Linked DNA regions of Mus musculus: region 2 is linked to region 1. The links are chromatin contacts, called in public promoter capture Hi-C maps. All regions are on one chromosome and are shown on one strand. Each heading gives the region's core, a stretch centred on a gene start, on an enhancer-like site or on the middle of the called end of the contact. The rest is flanking DNA. Distances are from core to core; before and after follow the strand shown. Region 1 holds the start of Lrrc4b (leucine rich repeat containing 4B). Region 2 holds the start of Pold1 (polymerase (DNA directed), delta 1, catalytic subunit).

Evidence for each region. Capture Hi-C pulls out chosen DNA fragments and counts their contacts.
Region 2: a contact with region 1 is called in a promoter capture Hi-C map of liver. The contact joins the promoter of Pold1 here to the promoter of Lrrc4b in region 1. A contact is called at or near these places in 15 of 39 promoter capture datasets (the 3T3-L1 cell line, the HPC-7 cell line, cranial neural crest and 8 more), 2 of 115 datasets of contacts at active chromatin or transcription factors (both in embryonic stem cells) and 3 of 9 other capture datasets (adipose tissue, liver and pancreatic islet).

The regions. Positions count from the first base shown.
Region 1 is chr7:44,437,696-44,445,521 of GRCm38.p6, reverse strand. Lrrc4b (leucine rich repeat containing 4B) reads right to left here and starts at 3,035. Exons shown (of 3, transcript NM_198250.1): 1 at 2,991-3,035; 2 at 310-647. The coding sequence starts at 612.
Region 2 is chr7:44,543,771-44,551,596 of GRCm38.p6, reverse strand. Pold1 (polymerase (DNA directed), delta 1, catalytic subunit) reads left to right here and starts at 2,782. Exons shown (of 27, transcript NM_011131.3): 1 at 2,782-2,842. It overlaps Nr1h2 (nuclear receptor subfamily 1, group H, member 2), which reads left to right. Exons shown (of 10, transcript NM_001285517.1): 7 at 100-279; 8 at 753-852; 9 at 1,089-1,297; 10 at 1,466-1,981. The coding sequence ends at 1,612.

The DNA.
Region 1 (7,826 bases), core at 1,786-4,285:
CCCCCACTAGAAGAAGACATTGAGGTTTTCTGGAGATGCCAGGTCAGGCCAACACAAGCGATGGTGAAGTGGAAGGGCCTCTCCTGGCTACCTCAAGGCACCCTGTACTGTGGTGTGGGGGTGTGACAGGCACCCCAGGAAAACGTACACAGCCTACATGGAAATATATCGCAAAGGTGGGCGGGGCGAGGACGTGAATCCGTGCGCAGACACCAGGAACTCCAGGATGAGAGGGATGAGGAGGGAGGCAGAGGCTTGCACCCTTTGTGCCTTGACCCACGGGCCAATCAGCGGCGGAGGCGGGCTCACCTGGATGCTGTTCTCTTGCAGGTTCAGGTAGCGGGTGTTGACAGGGATGCTGGCTGGCACCTCGGCCAGCTCCCTCCGCGTGCAGATCACCCGGCTGGCCTGGTTGCTGCAGGAGCAGGCGGCTGGGCAGGAGGTGGCTGGCGGGGAGCCTCCTCCAGCGGCTGAGGTCACGGCCACACCGCCCCCACCAGCCCTCAGGGGTGGGGAGAAGAGCCACAGGAGCAAGAGAGCCCCGTGGGGCCAGGACATCCTACCAGGCGGCAGCAAGGGGCACGGGGAGCCGCGGATGTGGGCCTGCGCCATCCTCAATGTTCATACTCCGAGGGCACGCTGGGGGGCTGTGGGAGAAGAGAGGGTGTTGGTCAGTAAGCAACAGGGACTCAGGCTGCCTGAGCTTCATCAGGCTCAGTTCCACCAGAAGTCCCTACCCCTGCTCAGAACCAAAGTTACAGGGACTTGGCCTTCCTGTGCCAGACCTCATCCTCCTCTGGGCCATTCTGCAGAAAGGATAAATGAGGCAAGAGAGAGGACATTTGTGCCCAAGGTCACTTGGTTAGTAAATGGCAACGTCAGCTAGATTCAAACTTAGGTCCTGCCAGGCCTGGGGTCGCAGGACTGCCCTTGTAGTTGCTCAAGATGTCGAGGCAGGAGCATTGAAAGTTGCAGACTGGCCTGGGCTAGAGAGAGTACATCCAGAGCCAACCTGGGCAATGCAGTGAGACCTCGTTCAAAACTAAAAAGTCAACATGTGGCTGGGCGGTGGGGCACATTCCCAGGATGCTCAAGGCCTTTGTTTCCACCCCTAGAACTGTTTGTTAAAAAAATTTTTTTTAAGTTGTGTCATTGCATTGAGTTCAGTTAGACAGGTAAGTATGTAGAGATAGAGGGACAGACAGACAGACAATGAGGCAAAGGCTCTGCCGGGGTGAAAAGCAACACTGATCAACTCCTATCACACACCAAGCGGGTTGCAGGTCCCCTGGGAGGCAGCGTCCCATCCCTCCATCCCTCCCTGCAGGTCTCTGTCCAGGTGTACGGGCACCAGAACCAGACATGAAGGCCCATCTCTGTATGCCCTCCTGCCCACCCTGGGGTCATCCCTCACTCCACTCAGGCCCTGTCCTGTCCTAGACTTGGAGGAGAGGTAATCGAGAGGGGACAGGAGGTAGCTGGGTTTCTGGCAGGAGGTGGGAGGCTGTTGGGGTGCCCCCACCCTGTGGTGGCCCTGTTGGAGACTATAGCAGTGCCCATGGGCCTCAAGATTGCAGGTGCTCCAAGGGAACACAGCCTGTGGCGGGACCTGTGCCAGCGGCTGTCGCAGGACAGGGCTGAGGAGCTGATGGAGTGGGGATGGAGCAGTAGGGACCCCCATGTCTGTGTCTGGGATGCAGGAATTCAGGGTCATTGTACACCCCCCCCCATCCTATCCCCTGTTTTCCTGAGTCCCGGGGGGAGGGACTCAGGCTAACCAAATGGCGCGCAGATAGGGCAGTGACTGCAGCCAGCACAGCAGGCGCCCTTCCTATGCATCAGCCGCTCCTGCCTGTGGAGGGCGGAAGCTGCTGGATTTTGTGCCTTGTCAAGGCCCACTGGGTGGCAGAGGGGGTCTGGCCTCAGGACTTACCCTCTGGCTCCCAATGGTCCCTCCACATGGCACCCCTGAGTGCTCACACACATAGAATCCCCTGAAACGGGGGGGCAGTAGGGGGAGAGGGGTCCCCATAAACATGATCACCCACCCACTCACACAAACAGCAGAGACAGACACACCCTCACACACGGCCTCTCTAATCCATGGACACAGGGCTGCCTGCCCCCCATGCAGGTGCGCATGAGCGCGCAAGCACGCGAGCGCGCGAGCAAGCACACACACACACACACACACACACACACACACACACACACACACACACTCCTGTAGCCTCCAAGATTTTAACCCAGATAGAAATATGTGTGCCGCCGCCGTGTATTGGAGCAAGTGTGTGAAGGCAGGGCTGGAAATGGAGACAGAGATGGAGACAGAGATAAAAAGAAACAGAGATGGAGACAGAGAGACAGACCAAGAGAAAATGACAGAGATGGTGAGAGGCACGGAAACAGAGACAAAGATAGAAAAGGGGGGGAAAAGACAAAGACAAAAACCGGCACAGAGATAGACAGAGGCCAAGGGACAGAGACCGTGACAGAGAGGCAGAAACAGAGAAATAGACAAAAAGACGGAGATGGAGAGATGGACCCAGGAGCAGAGACTGACAGGATCAGAGAAGCGGAGGCACGAGAGACCGAGAGATAGACAGAAAGACAGAGAGGCAGAACCCCCCCACCCCCCCACCGCCTCAGGGCTGGCCACCACACGCTGCCTTCACTAGCTTGCCTCGGCAGGGGCCGGGGGCCTTTGTTCCCACACATGTGGCCAGGGAGCTTTCTCCTCAGTCCACTCGGCTCCACGATCCCCACTTCCTGATACTCTGGCAACGACCAGCCAAGGGTCTGTGCTCACCGAGCCCACCATCCCCCAGGCCAGCGCCCGGGTCTCCTCCCCCACCAAGGCTGCCAGTGCACACCCCGTCGAGGCTTCTGCAGTAGCAGCTCCCCTCCCTCCCCTCCCGCCTCTCCTGCCACCACCATCTCCTTGTCCTTGTCTCCCCGCTCCCAGAGCACACACTCTGAGGGACACTCACCCTGGCGGCTTGGCTTCCGATGGCCTTCTCTCTGTGCCCCAGGCCCCCCCCTCCACATGCCTGCAGTTGCCCGGGGCCCTGCCACCCCAGCTTCCTACTGCTTCCCGTTGAGCTTGTGCTGAGGGGGGGGGCGCAGGGGCTTCTTGGGTCTCCCTGCACCCCCCCCCGTCTGTCGCCCTCCCCACCCTCTAGGGGAGCCTGGCCTTTTTCTCTTGGCCACCACACGAGCAAGCCCTTGCCTCCTGTGGTCCTGTGTCCCCCACTTTACTCCCCCCAACACCAGCTTCCTTTCTCTTCACTCACAGACACAGCCTCTGCCCCTCTCCCCAGCTCCCCGACTCTGTCTTGTCTCCCCGAGGACCCCCAGACCTCTTGTCGGTCTGTCCTCCTCCTCCACTGTCCCTGTCAGTCTGTCATTGCTGGGAGCCTGGCTCAGTCAGGTTCCCACTGTCCGTCTGTCTGTCCTGGGGCCTGCCTCCTTGTCTCTCTCCCAGCTCTGCCTTGCTCCCTTTCTCTGCGATTACAATTTCTAGTCACACGGCAGTGCAGAGCCCAGCTCGCTCCCTCCCCGCCCCCTCCCTCCTTCTTTCTCTCCTTCCAGCGGGGAGGGCGCTCCCTTCCTCCTTCCCTCCACCCTCACTCAACTCCCCCCTCCCAGCTAGCTCGGCCAGGGGGTGGCCTCCCCCTCCCCCGCTAATCAAAGGCTCCGTTATCTAATTAACCCGTTGGTTCTGGGCAGTCAGGGAAGGTCGGGGGAAGCGGGGGAGGAAGGTTGTCGGCTGTGCTGCCAGGGGAGAGGGGTTTGGACTGTGCCAAGCTAGAGCCTCATGGCAGGCACACACACACACACACACACACACACACACACACACACACACACACACACACAGCAGCCTCGGCTGCAGAACCAGGCTGGGCAGCATGGACTCCATGCCGCTGGACCAAGACATCCCTCCTACATCCTCAGGGTCCACCCTGGCGCTCCTGCATCTGCTCTAGGTCCCCCCACTACCTCATGCAGCTGCTGATTCAACCCCATTCCAGTATTCCAGTCAACCTATGCCAGCCAACTTAGGCCCATGTCACCATCAACCTTTCAGCTGAGACCAGCACTCATTCTTGCCACAAAGAAAGCTACCCCTGATGCCAACCCCCCCCCAGCCACAGACTAATACCCACCTCCTGGTGCCCTCTGCAGAACAGGCTGTGAAGCTACACTTTGCTATTCACTTCATGTGTCCCTTCATCTATCCATGCTTCCTTCTATCTGTCCATACAGCCATTCATCTATCTATCCATATACCCATACAGTCATCTATATATCCACCTATCAACCCACTCCTCCATCCAACATCCATCCATCCATCTGTCCATCTATGTATCCACCCTCTACCCATCTATCCATCCTCTTATCTATATATCTATCCTTCCATTTACCTATTTCTTTCCTTGTCCATCCAACCCTTTATCCATGCATCCATCTCTTCTGCTACCCGTCCATCCATTCATCCATTCATAAATTCCCTTATCTACATACCTATTCATCCATCCCGTTAGCCATCTCTCCATTCTTTATCCATGCATCAGCCATCCATTTATTGATTTATCTTCACTCATTTATGTCTCTACCCATCCCTTTATGTATTCATCCATCCATCCATCCATCCATCCATCCATCCATCCTTCTACCTCTTTATATCTGCCCATCTATCACCCCTCCCTTTTCCACTTACTCTATCTAAAACCTATTTATGAAGCCCCCACTCTGTGCCAGGCACTGAAGCATATGCCAAGTGCTTACGAATGGGTACAAGGCTCAGCATACCATGACCCACAAATGCAAGTAGTGCTAGTTAGAGCTCTGGGAAGGGGCTGAGCTGGATTTCTGAATCTGCCTCTTTGCCATATGGCCTCAGTTTCTGAGTTCTGGTGTCCTTCACTGTGAGGAGGGTAGTACAGGCTGCCTGCCATAGTGGCTGGAGGTTGAAAGAGTAGTGTTCTGAACACAGGCTGTCCTGTCTCAGCTCATGCTCAGCTAGCTCCTGACCTAGCCATCACCTCACTCCTGCCTGGACTCTGCTCCACAGTGTGTCTGGTCCCTCAAGTGACCAGCCAGATCCCTCCCTTTGCTGCTCAGGGCCCTCCAGCAACTTCTGAATCACACAGATAAAGGTTAAAAACCTCACTCCTCAGTCAGCTTCTGCTCTGACCTCCCTCCTGGAGCTGAGCACCAGCCTGGGGCTGAGGGCGAGCGAGGCTTTGTGGTTGTTCTTCACTCTGCCTGTATCCCTCTGACACCGCTCTCACTGAATGATGCCTGGTTCTTTCTCCCTCAGGTTACCTAATCTCTCAGACCATAGCTACTGGAATTCACTTTCTCCAAGAGTGGGGTCTCATCGGCTTTGGTTTCTGTTTGGTGTTGAAACCTGTGACAGATCCTGGTAGGCTCAGGGAATGCCAGATGAGAGGAGGAATGGACACACTGTATGGATGCCTGGCTTCACACCTGCGCTGTTAGGATCCATCTCTGCCTCTTGTCACAGATGCACTGGCACCCAGTCCTGGCACACTCTAAGAGCTGCCCAAGTCTGGAACATCTCTTCACCTGAGGTCTCCACCCTAGGAGGTCACTGCCTTTCACTGGACACCTGTGTTTCAGGTCCTCCTCCGTCCCTCTTTGCCACAGTCCCATCTGGCTGGCTAGATCCCAGTGCATTGCTAGGTGCCCCTCTAACTAATCTGTCACTAGGGGAGTCTCATCTTTGCTTGGAACCAGAACCTGCTCATGGAGCTATACACTGGCCAAACTGGTGCAGAGAGCAGGCTAGCTGCTCTTTCTGAGTGTGCACCTGCACCAGTTCCAGGCTCAGGTTGCATTGGAGCAGGCTCACAGCACACAGCTGTGACTCTATTACCAGCATGGATACCACACCCTTATGCAGTGGTTCCCGAGGAAAAAGCTGCTCTCTGGGCAGCAGCCCTCTAAGAACTGCTGGCACTCCCCATTTCACAGATAGGTTTAGACATTGGCTCAAGGTCCAATATAGAGTTAGGAAAGAGGATAGGCATAGAGGCACAGACTTGTTATCCCTGCTATGCAGAGGCTAAGTAGAAGAATGGCAAGTTCAAGGCCAGCCTGGGCAACTTAATAAGATTCTGTCTCTAAAGAAAAAGTGGGTTGGGGATGTAGCTCAGCAGTAAAGCATGCATCTAGACCCCCAGTGAGGGGTTGGGGGTATAGTAGAGTTTTTGCCTAGTCTGCAAAAAAGCCCAAGGTTCATTGCAAGTACTGCCAATACATACATATATACATACATGCATACACACATATCTATCTATCTTTTTAAAGATTTATTTATTTTATGTATATGAGTACACTGTAGCTGTCATCAGACACATCAGAAGAGGGCATCAGATTTCATTACAGATGGTTGTGAGCCACCATGTGGTTGCTGGGAATTGAACTCAGGACCTCTGCAAGAGCAGTCAGTGCTCTTAACCGCTGAGCCATCTCTCCAGCCCCTATCTATCTATCTATCTATCTATCTATCTATCTATCTATCTATCTATCTATCTATCTGGGATGAGTGCTTCTTGGGTAAAATGCTTGCTTGAGTTCAGTCACCAGAAGCAATGTAGGCAAGCTAGACTTGGAGGTATACTTGGAGGAGGAGGGGGGAGGGAAGGAGGAGGGGGGGAGGGAGAGGGGGAGGAAGAGAAAGAAGGAAGCAGGATCTCTGGGCTTGCCAGCTAGCCAGCCCAGGCAAATAGGTGAGCTCTGGGCCAATGAGAGACCCTGTTGAAAAACAAGATGAGCTGGCTTAGTGGGTAAACTGCCTGCAGCCAAGCCAGAGGATCTGAGTTTGATGTGGGGAGAGAACAGATCCTGCAAGTTGTCCTCTGACCACACGCACATGCGCACACAAAACTATAAATAACTGTTTAAAAAAAAGAAAAACCATGACACACACACACACACACACACACACACTCATAGCCTCCAGGAGTCATTCATAGGACTCCAGGGACCACAGTGATAAGTCCCACAGAGGTCACTGTGGGATAGCTGGCCAAGTAGCCAACCAGTAGTCAGCTACAGCCCTGTCCCTCTGTCCTAGCCCCAGGGCACCCAACACAGAACACTCCTCAGGCCCCTGGAAGGTTCAGCCAAGGCCCCACTCTCAGGTTCAGATGCGGATGCAGAGGAGTCAGAGACACTGGCTGCGGCCAGGCAGGACTGCCTAGGGCAAAGGCCTTGAATGTGCAGAGCCGGAAGAATGGAGAAGCCAGAGAGCTGAGTGGGCTGGAGTGTGGCCGAGGACAGAGGCCGGAGACCCCCGGGGTCCAGGTGCTCAAGCAAGATGCTAAGCCCTCTGACAATGATGCTCACCCAGCTCGGCTCAGGGATAGATACATCTTGGGCACGGTGCCTGAGAGGATTCAGGCAGATGGCAGATCGGAAACTCAGGGGACCCAGGGGAGGTGGGGTGAGGAGAAATGGGAGGCAGAAAGCATTCCTGTTGGCCACACTCCTGTGCCTGAGCAAGTTCATCAGGTGAGGACAAGAGAGGGAACTGCCTGCTGCATGGTAGGTAGTGAGAGGGGTGGTGGTCAGAGCTAAAGGAGGACTTCCACAACTCTGTGCGGAGAAGAGGCTCCACAGCTCCATAGCTGAGGACTTCCTTCTTCTTGGACAGAAGTCATAAGCAAGGCTGGGAGAGGGGGCAGGTGGTGTAGGCTCCGGGTGGAAGGAAATAAGTGCAGAGGTGTCCCTCTGCCTGTGCATGCCCCCAGGGCTTTCAGAATAAGAGTGAACACATAACCCCAGCATTGATG
Region 2 (7,826 bases), core at 1,533-4,032, 110 kb before region 1:
TCGCCCTGCCCGGCCCTGTGGACAGAGCCCACCCAGGCTAGGGAGGGGTTTCCTAGGGCGTGCGAGTCCCCCACGTGACCGTGGTCTTTTGTGTCCCAGCCCTGGCCCCTGGGTGCAGACCCTCAGTCCCGAGATGCCCGTCAGCAACGCTTTGCCCACTTCACCGAGCTAGCCATCATCTCGGTCCAGGAGATTGTGGACTTTGCCAAGCAGGTGCCAGGGTTCTTGCAGTTGGGCCGGGAGGACCAGATCGCCCTCCTGAAGGCGTCCACCATTGAGGTAATAACTAGGCTCTAGGACGAGACCAGAGCTGAACATGGTACAGGCATGTCCTGACCCTTGTGGGGTGTAGTCAGCTGCAGGGTCCCATCCAACAAGGTATCTGGAGCCTCCAGAGAGCCAGCCAGGGAGAAAAGGGAAATGGGCTGAGGTAGAGAATAACGGAGGATATCAGATGGGCTGTTAAACAGGAAAATGACCCAAAGACTCCAAAGGAATGGATATTGGAGCCAAATCAAGGATAATGAAGTATTGAGAGTTAACTGTGTGCAGAGTTCTGAATGCTAAGAATTAAACCTCTAGCCTGGGCCTCACGGTAATGTGGGGTTAGTGGCCTTGGATGGGGCAGTGGGTGATAGAGTTGAAGGAAGGAAAGTTAAGAATGTCTTACCTGGCAGAAGGGTGGCAGCCTGCTGGTCTTGGCACATTTGACTCTGGGGCAGCTGAAGAGCCCTGTACCTTGTCACCTCCAGATCATGTTGCTAGAAACAGCCAGACGCTACAACCACGAGACAGAATGCATCACGTTCCTGAAGGACTTCACCTACAGCAAGGACGACTTCCACCGTGCAGGTCTGTGGAAGGCACTGACTTGGTCCTGGGGTTTCTGCCCCGTTGGCCCTCCAGGCCAGGCAGGCACTGGCAAGGAAAGATCATGTTTAGCGAGGCCAGATGCATCGTGTAAGAGGCACTCACAGGGTCTGTGTGGGGCGGAAGCCGGAGTAACTGTCACAGGCTGTCCTTCCTTCCCCTTTGAGTGCCCTGGGACCAGGGTCCGGTGTGAAGCTGGGCTGGGGCTGCTCTTGCAGGCTTGCAGGTGGAATTCATCAATCCCATCTTCGAGTTCTCGCGGGCCATGCGGCGGCTGGGCCTGGACGATGCAGAGTATGCCTTGCTTATCGCCATCAACATCTTCTCAGCCGATCGGCCTAATGTGCAGGAGCCCAGCCGTGTGGAGGCCCTGCAGCAGCCCTACGTGGAGGCGCTCCTCTCCTACACGAGGATCAAGCGCCCACAGGTACGGGAGCTGCCTGTTGTATATGAGCAGTCTCAGTATTGGGGTCCAGTGGCACATGTTGGGCACACTGAGCCTGGGGCCTGACCACTCAGGGTGCTGGCTTTCCAGACAAAGCTGGCTTTGCAGGACAGGGCCCCAGCAGGACCGACTTGCCTCCTCTCCCTGCAGGACCAGCTCCGCTTCCCACGCATGCTCATGAAGCTGGTGAGCCTGCGCACCCTCAGCTCCGTGCACTCGGAGCAGGTCTTTGCATTGCGACTCCAGGACAAGAAGCTGCCGCCCTTGCTGTCCGAGATCTGGGATGTGCACGAGTAGGGGCAGCCACAAGTGCCCCAGCCTTGGTGGTGTCTTCTTGAAGATGGACTCTTCACCTCTCCTCCTGGGGTGGGAGGACATTGTCACGGCCCAGTCCCTCGGGCTCAGCCTCAAACTCAGCGGCAGTTGGCACTAGAAGGCCCCACCCCACCCATTGAGTCTTCCAAGAGTGGTGAGGGTCACAGGTCCTAGCCTCTGACCGTTCCCAGCTGCCCTCCCACCCACGCTTACACCTCAGCCTACCACACCATGCACCTTGAGTGGAGAGAGGTTAGGGCAGGTGGCCCCCCACAGTTGGGAGACCACAGGCCCTCTCTTCTGCCCCTTTTATTTAATAAAAAAACAAAAATAAAGTTTGAGTACAAGCCATTCCTGAGCCCAGTGTGGAGAGGGTGGGCCATCTCTCTGCCCAGGTGACTGCGCTTGGTCTAGGTTCAGGCCACAGGGGTAGGGGTCGCTCCGCCGAAGACAGGTTATCTTCATACAGCATAGTTTGAGACACTAAGGCGGATGGAGGCCAGTGGAAAAGGAGAGGAACTTTAAGAGGAGGGTCTCAAAAGAACACTTCTTTTTTTTTTTTTTTTTTTTTTTAATTTTATTTATTTTATTATTATATGTAAGTACACTGTAGCTGTCTTCAGACACACCAGAAGAGGGCATCAGATCTCATTATGGGTGGTTGTGAGCCACCATGTGGTTGCTGGGATTTGAACTCCGGACCTTTGGAAGAGCAGTCGGGTGCTCTTACCCACTGAGCCATCTCACCAGCCCAAAAGAACACTTCTTAGGGCCAGGTTTTCAAAAGCTGAGGACTGCATCTGGCCATGAGTGTCATAAGTCAGGAAATGATTTGTGGGGCAACAGAAGTTATACAAGAACCTGGGCGTGTAGGGACTCTGAGGAAAACAGAAAAGAAGCTTGCTTCTAGCAAAGCATCAGGGTAGCATCCACTGTGGCAGTCTTCTAACGCTCCTGCAGTGGGCGCTCGGGGACCGCAGGCCAAACCCCTAAGAGCCAGGATGCTGGGGGCGTGTCCTTGTTCCGTTAGCGTCATGGGGCGGGGCCACTTGCGAGAGGCGTGGTTGTGGGTCCTCCAGAGTGGGACGTGGTTTGATCGCCCAAGCGGGCTAGGGGCGGGACCCAGCGGGCGCGCCGCAGCTCTGGGCCTGCGCGCAGAGGGTTCAGGGGTCACGGCGGCGTATCTTGTGGCGGGAAAAGCTGTTTGAGGCGGTAAGTAAGGAAGAAGAGTATGGGGCGCTCGGTCGCGCAGCTGACGCCTCGAGCAGAGTGCTCGCAGAATGTCTGCAGCTGGGGGAAGGATAGAGCAAGGCTGGCAATGCAAAGGACAGATCCCCTGGAGCTTAGGACCTGGGGTGCGCTGGACTGTCCGGGTGTGGGCTCAGCGGCGTGCACGCTAGCCAGGAGGGAGGGGCCGGAGGTGCAGGGCGTTGGTGCCTGTTCCGCTGTTCGAGAGACAAGGCGACGGTATCAGAAAGTCCAGCAAGAAGTAGGAATGAGCCGGGAATAGTGGCGCACTTTTATCCCCCGCACTCGTGAGGCAGAGACAAGCGGATCTCCGAGTTTGAGGCTAGTTTAGTTTACAGAGTGAGATCCAGGATAACCAGGGATACACAAGAGAAACCCTGCCTCAAAACCCCAAATTTTTTTTAAAAAGTAGGAATGGGAGGAAAAGTAATGCCTTAGAGCCTTTTCTTTTTTTCTTAGTGCGTGCGCTATGATGCGCACGTGGAGATCTGAGGACAACTTTGTGGCGTTGTCTCTTTCCGCTATGTGGATTCCCTAAGATCTAACTCAGGCTGTTCAGCTTGGCCAACAAGCTCAAATATCCATTCCGCTGTCACATCGGGCCCCATGTGATGCTTTATATACTAAATAGAACAAGCAAATTGATACTAGATGGGACAGTCTGCTTACCCAGTTTGGTGTTTGGTGGGGGAGGTGAGACATATCCCACAGTCCCAGAGCAACTGTCACTGCAGGGTCCCAGGGGAGGAGCCAGGTGTGAAGCTGGCAGTGTGTGAGGTACCCTGGGGAAAATGAATGGTTACTGTTTTAGTGTGCCACCATCACCACAGCGGGAGTGGGAGTGAAGACAGCTGTCCTGCAGGATGCTGCAGCTTCAGAGAGCATCCCTCTAGCGAGTGGGGCTTGCACCTGGGTCTGACTGTCCTGAGGGGAATGGGAACGTTGTGCCTCCAAGAACATCCCTGTCCGGGAAAAGGGGAGACTGAGGTGACAGAAGCAGTTTGTGGGAGTGGAGGAGCTTAAGGGGCCACCCCTCCAGGAGAGGTACAGGAATCCTTGGATCTGGCAGCCCTGGGAGAGGTGACATGAAACAATTGTTCAGCCTTTGGAGGCAGGAGGATGGCATGTTCTAAGCCTGCTAGGGCAGCTTGGTGAGATGATGTCTCAAAATGAATAAGAGAGCCAGGATGTAGTTAGTGGTACAGCCTAGAATCCCTCAGTGAGGGGTTGGGGTGGGACTCAGTATTGAGCCCTGCTGAGTTAAACCCCCAGACCTCTACTGGCTTTTGAGACTCAGGCTTTCTAGCTCAGACTTGGCTTTGAATTTGCCTTTGAGGCATACAGCTTGGATTATGGGTAATGGCAGATCCAGTATGGATTGGCTTATATCTGGGAGGTATGTTGTGAGTGACTTACTGGCGAAGCTACTGTTTGTCATAGCACCGCCTTCCCACTCTGGTCTGTGGGAGCCAGCTCCACTGCTTCCCCCGCCTCCTTCCGGAGCTGTGTGTGTGTGTGTGTGTGTGTGTGTGTGTGTGTGCGCGCGCGCGCGCGCATGCTTCCTGACCTGGTGATGGAGGGATGCTCATTTTCTGTGCAGTGCAAAGCCATGTCCCCATGTCAGTGGTCCTCAGTGGTGTCCTGCAGCTTTATTAGTGCAGCGCGTGAACTTGTGTGTTTGGTTGAACTGTTTGGAAGTTGTAGCTGGCATGATATTTCACCACCAGCACCCTACCCAGGGTCCCCTAAAAGCAGCATCTGCTTGCATCAGCACAGGGACCTGATCTGCCAGCTCGACATGGGGCAGTGCAGGTCCTGCCTGCCTTTCCTTGACTGGCTTCTCCTATACTTAGGAGACTGGCAGGGCACCTGCAGTCCCTACTCCAAACACAGAGCCTTACCCCCCAGCTTTTTAAAATCTGATCTTGCAATACAGTGTGGGGCTAAGCTTGAACTCACGATCCTCCCATCTAGGCTTCCCAGGTAACTAGCCGCAGGATAATCCTTTCTTTAGATGTCTTTGTCTTTTTTAAAATATAAAACAAAAGTAGAAGCAGGCCATTCCACGCCTTGATTTACCTACTAGAGACAAAGCCTCTTTGAGACCTTTCACATTATCGTATGGCTTCCTCATTTCTTTATACAGCTGCATAGTACTCCATTGAATAGTACTAAGGGACTCTTGAAACTGTCCCCCTGGGGAGGACATTTAGGTGGTTTCCAGTCCTTAGAGATTTTAAACAATGGTACCGGAAATAACCTTGTAAAATCAGGTTCTTCATGTGCCCTGACCTATTAGGGTCAACCCTTGCATAAGGAATTGCTTGCAGCTTTTAACACCTGTGGTTTTTGACTGAGGTGTGATTTCTATTTAGTCAACTGCACAAGTGTGTGGGAGGCAAACTCCATCCAGAACATTCCTCCATACATCCTCAGATACCAACAGTCTCCTCACTCTCTAGAAGCTAGCAGGTTTCTGGTCCAAGAGCTTTTTAAGATTGATTTATTTATACTTTGGAGTGTTTGCCTGTGTGTTCATACGAGCACAATGTGCATGCAGTGCCTGTAGTAACCCTTGCTGTCAGATCCTCTGGAATTGGAGTTACTGATGAGCTGGTGCTGGGAACCGAACCCAGGTCCTCTGCAAGAGCAGCCAGTGCTCTGAACCACCTCACCAGCCCCCAAGAATTTTCTTTTTTTTTTTTTTTTTTTTTTGTTTATTTATTATATGTAAGTACACTGTAGCTGTCCTCAGACACTCCAGAAGAGGGAGTCAGATCTTGTTAAGGATGGTTGTGAGCCACCATGTGGTTGCTGGGATTTGAACTCCTGACCTTCGGAAGAGCAGTCGGGTGCTCTTACCCACTGAGCCATCTCACCAGCCCCAAGAATTTTCTTTTTAGTTGCGTGTGTGTGTGTGTGTGTGTGTGTGTGTGTGTGTGTGCGCGCGCACACACGCATGCACAGATTCCCCTGAGGCCAGAAGAGGGCGGCAGAGCCATGGAGCTGGCCTTACAGACAGTTGTTTGCTGGTGCTGGGAACAAAAGGAACCTTGTGTTTTCTTTACAAGATCTTACTTTTAATTACTTAAAAAAGTATATAAGCCGGGCATGATGGCACACGCCTTTAATCCCAGCACTTGGGAGGCAGAGGCAGACGGATCTCTTGACTTCCAGGACAGCTGGGGTTACATAAAGAAACCCACTCTCAAACAGCAACAACAAAAAGTTTTATGTTCTTTTTTTCTGACTGCGCATGTGCCTTCGACACAATGTCGGTGACTGTCCCTCCATAAGGAAAGCATGCTGACCCTGTCACAGACACAGCACACATGGGACCCTTGCAGGCTCTGCTGTTGTGTGTTTTGTTTTATTCAGTCTCATAAGAACTTCAGGTCTTAACACAAACGCTGTGAAGTCGGCCTGGGTGCATACCACATGCCAGTTCGGATGTTTTCCCAATTTCCTTGGAGCATAGGTACACAAGCCCATCACTAGGGATTCGGTCCAACCTCATTTTATTATGTGCTGTATTGTAGGAACAACAGCATGGTGTAGCAGGTGCTGGACCATGGTTACCTCTAAGCAAACAAACACCCCTTACCCTCACCCCCACCCCCCCAGACAGGTTTTTCTAACCTTGGCTGTCGTGGAACTCACTCTAGATCAGGCTGGCCTCCAGGTGTGTACCACTACCACAACTCAGCACAGGTCGTGTGCCCCCACTCCACCCCCTCTTTTAAGCCAGTGAGTTTAGTCAGGCTGCTTATAGAGCAGGTATGAGGGACTGTTCACAGCAACATGGATGGCTGCCCTGCTAACAGTCATCTTTTATAACATTCTAACGTACTACAAACCAGAGCGTGCTGAGGGGCAGCAGGAAAACACGGTCCTTCTCTGTTTCTGGTAATTGATCCATTATATTTCTTTTTTTTTTTTTTAAGATTTATTTATTATTATTTGTAAGTACACTGTAGCTGTCTTCAGACACACCAGAAGAGGGAGTCAGATCTTGTTACGGATGGTTGTGAGCCACCATGTGGTTGCTGGGATTTGAACTCTGGACCTTCGGAAGAGCAGTCAGGTGCTCTTACCCACTGAGCCATCTCACCAGCCCCATTATATTTCTATAAGAGCAGAGGCTACAGTAAAAACATTGACTCAGTACATAAGATGGTGGCATCACAGTGGGAAAGCGGGCTGCTTGTGTGTTTACAGCCAAGGCAGCCACTGCCAGAAACCCTGGGTTTATTACCTTTGTGTTCTAAGTTGGCTTTGGGGTGTCGGCTGTTGCCAAGCTTCTCATAGCGGTCCTGGGTCCACTTAGGGTTGTGGTCCACAGTGTGAGCAGCTTGGTAGGCAAATGTGAGCACACTATAGCTGTAGAGACGGTTGTGGGCCTTCATGTGGTTGTTGGGAATTGAATTTTTAGGACTTCTGCTCACTCTGGTCAGGGCCCGCTTGCTCAGTCCCTGCTCGCTCCGGCCCAAAGATCCATTTATTATACATAAGTACACTGTGGCTGACTTCTGAGCCACCATGTGGTTGCTGGGATTTGAACTCAGGACCTTTGGAAGAGCAGTCAGTGTTCTTGCCTGCTGAGCCCTCTCCCCTGCCAGCTCCTGAGTGTTTTAAGCATCCAGGTCTACTTGCTTCCTGGTGATAGTGGTCCCCCGCTGGTGACACTGTGGGGAGACAAGCAGCCACGCAAGTAACTCCATTGTCCGACACATGATGGAGTCATGATTTGTGCTCATCCATGGGTGTGTGTGGATTCCAGAAGTAGAGCCTGGATATCACGCCTCGGGCACTGCCTGCCTTGGTTTTGGAGAAAAGGTTTCTCTCAGACCTTGGAGACTTCTCGTTGTCTCCTCAGAGACCTGAGAGAAACAGCCAGGTCTGGTTTGGCTCAGAGCTTCGGTTTGTGTCACTGGGTTCAGCTAGTTCT